Regions from separate parts of the Pan troglodytes genome. Here region 1 is linked to region 2. Evidence: chromatin contacts called from public Hi-C data. All regions are on one chromosome and are shown on one strand. Each heading gives the region's core, a stretch centred on a gene start, on an enhancer-like site or on the middle of the called end of the contact. The rest is flanking DNA. Distances are from core to core; before and after follow the strand shown.

Region 1 (3,585 bases), core at 978-3,477, 200 kb after region 2:
GTGTAAAAAGGTATTTCAGGTAATTAAAAAGTAACGGGGCCGGGCACGGGGGGCTCACGTCTGTAATCCCTGCACTTTGGGAGGCCGAGGCAGGTGGATCACCTGAGGTCGGGAGTTCGAGACCAGCCAGGCCAAAATGATGAAACCCCGTCTCTACTAAAAATACAAATAATTAGCCGGACATGGTGGCGGGCGCCTGTAATCCCGACTACTCGCAAGGCTGAGACAGGAGAATCGCTTGAACCCGGGAGGTGGAGGTTGCAGTGAGCCGAGATCGCGCCACTGCACTCCAGCCTGGGCGACAAGAGCAAAACTCCGTCTCAAAAAAAAAAGAGGAACTGGACACGCTTTATATTTGAAGGTATTAACGATGATACTGACTACTGTATCGCAGTTGTTTCTGGTCAGTATCCAAGAAACCTGTATTTTATTGCAGCAAACACAGGTACAGGGAAAACCCGGTGGTGCCTCAGATCTATGTAGAGCTCATGCTGCTTCTTAACATTCATCCAGGTAAGGCTCTCCTTACTACATATCACAAGTTTTAGAAACATTCATCCAGACAAGGCACTCCTCATTAAACATCACTGGATTTACTACTGCTTAAAACCACAGCTCGCCTACCATCAGGAAAGCCAGAAATCATTAACACGTCAAGGCCTGTAAGAAATAAACAGACGCTACAATTTCCGCGAAGGTTCGGAAAAATCAATACACCTTACAAGGCTCTGAAATATTAAAAACAATATACGTAAATCTCCATGGATCTGGGCCCAACGGCCCAAGGTCACAACAATTCAATGGCTAAAAAACCCAAGAAATGAGTCTCCTGCAATTCAGGACAATCCTGGCTAGGAATGGAGTCTGGGTTTGGGACCACTGGGGTCGAACCTTTAATGTGAACAACCCCAACCAAATGCTGCGGCTCCGTGGGAAAACCCCAAGCGTTTCAGGCCACACTTCCATTTCCCCAGTCTTCCCTTCCCTAGTCACCCCCAACACTCACATCTCCGGAGCCACTTCATCCAATGATAGACGATAGTACTGTGGTGTTTTTTGTTCTCTATACACCAAGACGACAAGCCTTGAATGGACTCCATGGTGTTGGTTACCGACTGGAATTTTCGATCCAACGAGGACTCCAGAGCCCCTGCCGAAGAGGCCGACGAGGAGGAGGCCTTACTGCTGCCTCCGCCGCCGCCGGCCGCCATCTTCCCGGTTTGCACAAGCGCTGCTGCTCCTCTGGCGGCGGCGGCGGCGGCGGCGGGAGCGGGCAAAACAATCACTGCGAGTGCGTGAAAGCCGTAGGTGGGGAGGGAGGCTAGGGGGTGGGGATGGTGCACGCGCTGGGCTCTTCTGGAGGTACGGACGGGAACACCAGCTGCTGGGCACGCTGGCAGCTCCTACACGCTGCAAGGAGGGGCTGCGGGTCTCGGAGGTTTTATCAATATTGTTCAAGGGGTCGTGTTTAAACCAGTCAGTAATCACGGAAAAATTACGCAGAAAACAGGACCTGCAAAGCCTTTCAAAACGCCTGACGCCGAAACTAATCGTTTTATACTTTTCGGCTCTCAATGCTAAGGCCCTTCCCCGCCCCTGTTCCCACACTCCTGTGAGCCAGGTCGGGCGTTAATATCTTAAATGTAATACTACCCGACTGCCCCTTCAGTTGCAGAAATCTTTCTTTCCTTTAGACTCGCTAGCACAGAAAAGGTCCAAGGCTACCTAGTCAGGATTTTTTTTGCAACGCAATAGCAGCAAAGGGGCAGCAACAGTATCGCGCACGCGCCACTTGGCCCCACCCCCCCTACCCCTGCTTCCTTCTCAACCTTGAAAGCAGAGGGAGGCGTGATGGCGGGGCAACCTGACCAATCAGGAGTGGAGAACCACAAGCGCGCGCAGGAGCTCTGAAGCCCCCAGGGCCCAGGAGGAGCTACGATTATTTTTGCGCCTGCGCAGAAGATCAGCGTGTAACGGGATGGAAGGAAAAACTGGGAGGGATGGGTGAGGGAGTTGGTATAACTAAGGTTAGCCGGATGGGGGGGTTCCCCTGCCCCGCCCTTTGCTGCTTTTGGCCGCGCTCTTGGGTGTGTTCAGCTCACACAACAGAGACAGAAAATTCCCACCACTGAGACCACTGTTAGTCTTCAGGGGCTGCAGCCATCGCCCCCAACTCCTCGGAGCAGCAACGCGCGACAAAATGGCTGGCAGCCATCTTGCAGCACCACAAAAGATGCGCATGCGCCAGATCCAGTGAGCCATTCACTACGCAGACTCCGACACCAAACCGTATTTCTTGCTGCCCATGGAAGATAACATTCACAGCCGCTTGACCGTTTAGGTTACAGGGAAAGGAAATAAATGAGGAAGTTAAAGGAAATTTTCCTCATAAAATTTTTCGAGGCGAAAAAAGAATGGCAAGATGTGACCTCATTTTCGCCAGCTATGATACAATCTTAAAATTGCATAATACATTACAGTTTTCAAGAGTCTTACATAACTATTATATGAACCTTATAGGAACCATTTTATCGCAGGTATCTATGTAAATCCTCTGAGCTAATTTAAAGGCTCCTGTGTTCCCACTAAACATATACAGTTTTATTTTAATTCTTTTAACGTCTCCTCACTGCGGCCATGCCTCTTGAGGCAGGGAACCTGTTTTGTCAAGTTCATGTCCACTATTCATTAATTCAACGAGTTGTTGAACCTCTTGTGCCAAGTACTGTTTTAGATCATGGGGAGCAAAACAGACAAAAATCCGTTCCCTCCGGGATTTAGTGGCAGGACACCACCAACAAGTACATTTCAGACAGTATTAAATTCTGTAAAAAGGTGAAGCAGGGTAAGGGAGAAAGGGGTGTGTGTGTGCGCGCGCGTGTGTGTACGTGTGCACGGCACGCACGCGCCAGTATAAGAATGGTGGTATGGTGAACCAGGAAGTCTTCTCGAAAGAAATAACTCGATCTGAACACTGAGAAAAAAGCAACCAAGCAGATAATGCGAGACGGGGAGCGGAACATGCTGGCATTAGGAACAGCAAGTGCAAAGGCTCTAAAACACAGTCTCGCTCTGTCCCTGCCAAGGCTAGAGTGCAGTGGCACTATCATATCGCACAGCAGCCTCAATCCCCCAGACTCAAGTGGTCCTCCTGCCTCAGCAGCTCAAGTAGCTGGGACTACAGGCCTGCACCACCACACCTAGCTAAAAAAACAAAACAAAACAAAACAACAACAACATTTTTTTGAGAGGGGGAGTCTCCCTATGTTGCCCAGGCTGGTCTCAAACTCCTAGCCTCAAGCAGTCCTCCTGCTTTCAGCCTCCCGAAGTGCTGGGATTATAAGCTCAAGCCACCATGCCTGGTCGTGACCCCACATTTTTTTTTTTTCTGTAACTCTAGCCAAAGACCCACTTTTTTATAGACTATTTTTGAGCAGTTTTAGATTCACGGCAATTGTGTGGAAAGCACAAGGAATTCCATATACCACCTGCCCCCACACATGAATACCCTCCCCCATTATCAATGTCACGCACCAGAACGATACATCTGTTACAACTGACAAACCTACACTGACACATTATCAC
Region 2 (3,605 bases), core at 291-2,790:
AATCCTTTCTTCCTTCAGACTCAGCCTTGAAACACCCTCTTCTTGAGTTTTCCCAGTCTCCTAGGTCAGGAAGCCCAAAAGTCAGATTCAGGGTTTATGCTGGCTACTTTGAGGTTAACCCAAACTTTTTCTGTCTCTTGTTGACAGACTTAGACTTAGGTACTTTCCTGAGGCTTTCTACTTCCTTTAGACGGTGTCTCTGCCCTTTAAAGCTGACAGCTCTTCATCACCTACCTGTGGCAAACCACCTCTACTTGAAACACACACCTCCCCAAACCATAATTTCTACGGTAGCATGATTCTCCATGGTTCAAAGAGAGGAGAGGGCTTCCTGGGTCAGTTTACTCTGGTGGGGAAGATGCTAACATGAAGTCTCTATTTGTAAACCTGGGGACAAGGGGAGAGCAAGGAATGAGAGAGGGTCTGGCTGGAGAGAATCTGGAGGGAGGCTCTCCTGGCATCTTGTTCTCTCTACACCCCCCCACCCTCCATGTCCATCTAGAGTCTTCCACCAGAGCTCTTTTCTTACAGGTTTCCTGGGAGAAGGTGGCTTAAGGCTGAGACACTTATGCCCTGGGCCAGCCACTGGATTCCTGTGCTCTGCTTCACTCCTAGTTACCAGAAAGGTGGAATCTGGATGAGTGGAGGTGAGGAGAAGGTTCAAACTCTCCACCAGACCCACGCTGCAGCTGTGAGCACCTGCTTACAGGGAGGCCTGGGGGTTGGGGAAGTCCAGGAGCTAAATTTAGTCCAAAAGCTGCAACTTAAATTGGGTGGGTATTTACCCTGGGGAAGCTGGGAGGGGGAGGGGAGAGGAATCCTGACCCAGCTGAACTTGTGAGAGCACAGATCACCCCTAGTGTCACTGATACTCAAACCACAACCCCCTCCCCCAGCACACCCTCAGAAAGGAGGCATCCTCAACAATTTGCAGGCCTTTTGCATGCTTGATCTCTCTTGTGCATATCAAGTTTGTTCTTATCACCACCCCACCCTCATCTCAATTCTCAGGGGTCCAGTTCCTCTGAGTCCTTCCCTAAATTCCCACTACTGCACCAAACCCAGGGGCCCTCCCCACATTCCTCTGCCCTCAGGCTGCAGCTTCTGCTCTCCCAAGTCCCTCCAGAGGGTTTCAGAGGTCAGCGAACAGGTGTCTGGCCACACTACTCCCCTCTACGGGGCCAAGAAAAGGGATTGCTTGGGGTCGGGTTCCCTTTCCTGAGAACTTCCACATTGACCCCATAATGACCTCAGTGACCAGAGGAAGGAATCCTTAGGGGCTGCACTGAGTCCTAGCTCTAAAATAAGAGGGGAAAGGGAGCAGACCCCCAGATGAGAGCCCACCTCCTGAGAGGTCAGAGGCTGGAGGCCGAGAGGGAGCTCATGGGCGGGCAGAAAGAGAAATGGGGTGCTGAAGCCGGGGAGCCCTGCGAGGGGCTGCGACCGCACCTCCACCTGCGATTGGTTCTCAGGCTCAGGGCAAACGCCAAACCTGCCCAGCAACAGCCCTGAGCAGAGGGAGGGGAGCTTCGGGGAAGTCAGCTGAGCCGGCACCGCCCAGCTCTGGGCTTCCAGGAATCGCTGGGAGGGCCCCAGCCTCCACCCCACCCCTCCCTGGGTCTCAGGACTCTGCCTTCGGCCTTCTATACCGACTGGGCGGGCTCGGATCCCGTTTCCCTGGCCCCCCACATCTGTGATTCCCTGCTGAGGCCTCTTTAGGCTCAGCAGAGACGTTGGAACTGGGCTTTCCTTGTGGCCCCCTTTCCTCGCTCCCTGCCCTGGGCTGACGTCAGTTTTATCTTCCTTCTCCATTCCCTTTTGCCTCCTTCCCCACTCGCTCTCCTCTTAAGATGTCCAAATTCTTCCTTCTCGGCCACTTTCAACCCAGAGAAAGCCCGAGTCCCAAAGCAACAGGAAGATGTGCGGGGGACCGCGAGTGTGGGGACATCCTGCCGCCTCGGGCAACTCTGTCGTCCCCCACAGGGTTCAGGTGCTCAGAAAACAGCAGCCACTGAGTTCACTGTTTCCGCAGGCCCCGTATTCCCGGCCGTGCTCAGCTGGGCTTGTGGAGTCGCGAGCGGGGGCGCTCCTGCGGCACCGCCCCTCCTGGGCAGCCCGGCTTCCAGGAGAGACTCGGCCTCAGTCTCCGAATGGCAGGGGTCTGGGAGAGGATGTGATGGCAAAGCCCTGCCCCTCTCAGGCCGCCTCTAGCAAGTTCTCTACCTTGAGAGAAGCGAGTAGGAGGAGGAAGGAGGCCAGGCTGAGCCATCTCTAAGGAATGTGGCTTTGGCAGGACATCCAGTGCTGCCCCGCTCCTCCCTCAGCCCCGCCCAGGGCCCCGGAGCCGGGCCGGGCTCCTCCTCCTCCAGGGGAAGGGCTCGGGGCAGGAATCCCTTCCCTTTCCCCACCCCAGGAGAAGCCCCAGAGCGTAGGGAAATGCGTACGGCAGAAAGAGAGACAGAAGGCAGGGCTAGAGAAAGGGAACAGGAAAAAAGAGCTTCGACAAGCCAACTGCCCTTCGCTCAGGCCCCAGCGGAAAGGCGCAGATACCCGGAGACTTCCCAGAGAGACTCGACCCACCAAAAAGCGCACCGCGGCCGCGCAGCCCTTCCTTCAGCTCTGGAACCCAGCGCCCCACACCTAAAATGGGAGAACTGGTGACCTCTAGTGGCCCATGACCAGCCTGCAGGGCCTGGGGCTGGCGGGGATTCTCTGACCCAAACTCTCCTGGGCTCTAATGCTGTTCCCCTGCCCACCCTACCTTCTGCCTTCACACTGCTGAGGGGTCCGTAGCCGACAAGGAAGAGCTCATTTCTCATTTGTCATGACCATCTTTAATAAAAAATAAATTAGTTCTGGGTGGGAACCATATCAGGAGGCAGGGAGTGGGGCTAGGGGCTGGGCGGGGTTGGGGGGGGAGCGCATGCTCACATTTCTCTTTTTCACCCTCTGCCCAGCTGGGCCTTGCTCTGGAGAGGCAGTCTCTTTCCTCCTGCCTTCCTGGGTAAGGCAGGATTGGCAGTGGCTGACCCCAGCCCTAGCTAATTAGGGAGGCAGGGGCAGAGATACTAGGCAAATGAGAAGGGGTCAGAGACACAGGGCAGCTTAGAAGATGTGAGGTCTGAACATGAGAAATGAGGCTTAGGGCACAAAACTGGAGTTGGTGGGGAGACCACACTCTAAGTAGCTCAGATTAGCAAGGAACTGCAGACTTGCTTTCCTCTCCACCTAGGAAAGTCTCAGGGAAACAGGTCGTGTCCTTCTCAGTCTGTGTAACCTCTTTTTGAAAAGTGATACACGTTTGAGCACACACATATCCATGCAGTCCCAAAAGCACACCTGAGGCATATGTGCACACACCCATCACACCACCACATGGGCCTGACCACAGCCCTGAAAGTCACTTTCTGTCAGTCACCTTGCCACCCTCTGTCACCTGGAGGACATCCCTGCTGAGACTGGGACAGGCTGGAGAGCCAGGGGGTTCAGAGTGGGCCGATCAATGGGTGACCGATGGTGGCACAGAAAACCGTGAAGGTGCCCCGGACCCCTTTCAGGAGGGATCCTGGGGAGACCGCTCCAGGACATGTGCGCAAGAGCGGCAA

Evidence for each region. Hi-C and Micro-C count contacts between places; a contact is called where the count stands out from the background.
Region 1: a contact with region 2 is called in a Hi-C map of stem cell-derived neural progenitor cells, with 2.3 times the contacts expected there. The contact joins the promoter of RPRD2 here to the enhancer-like site in region 2. A contact is called at or near these places in 1 of 7 Hi-C or Micro-C datasets (stem cell-derived neural progenitor cells) and 1 of 1 datasets of contacts at active chromatin or transcription factors (stem cell-derived excitatory neurons).

What each region holds. Positions count from the first base shown.
Region 1 is chr1:98,855,823-98,859,407 of NHGRI_mPanTro3-v2.0_pri, forward strand. It overlaps RPRD2 (regulation of nuclear pre-mRNA domain containing 2), which reads right to left and starts at 2,228. Exons shown (of 9, transcript XM_054670502.2): 1 at 1,007-2,228. The coding sequence starts at 1,211.
Region 2 is chr1:98,658,636-98,662,240 of NHGRI_mPanTro3-v2.0_pri, forward strand. It overlaps ADAMTSL4 (ADAMTS like 4), which reads right to left. Exons shown (of 19, transcript XM_009430718.5): 18 at 2,762-3,605. The coding sequence ends at 3,554. Among named protein-coding and RNA genes, the nearest start is that of ADAMTSL4, 13 kb to the right of the region's middle. Within about 2 kb of position 1,541, at least 18 of the 24 cell types and tissues checked have an H3K27ac peak or open chromatin away from gene starts, as enhancers often do. A contact at or near this core is called in stem cell-derived excitatory neurons and stem cell-derived neural progenitor cells, where this site is marked.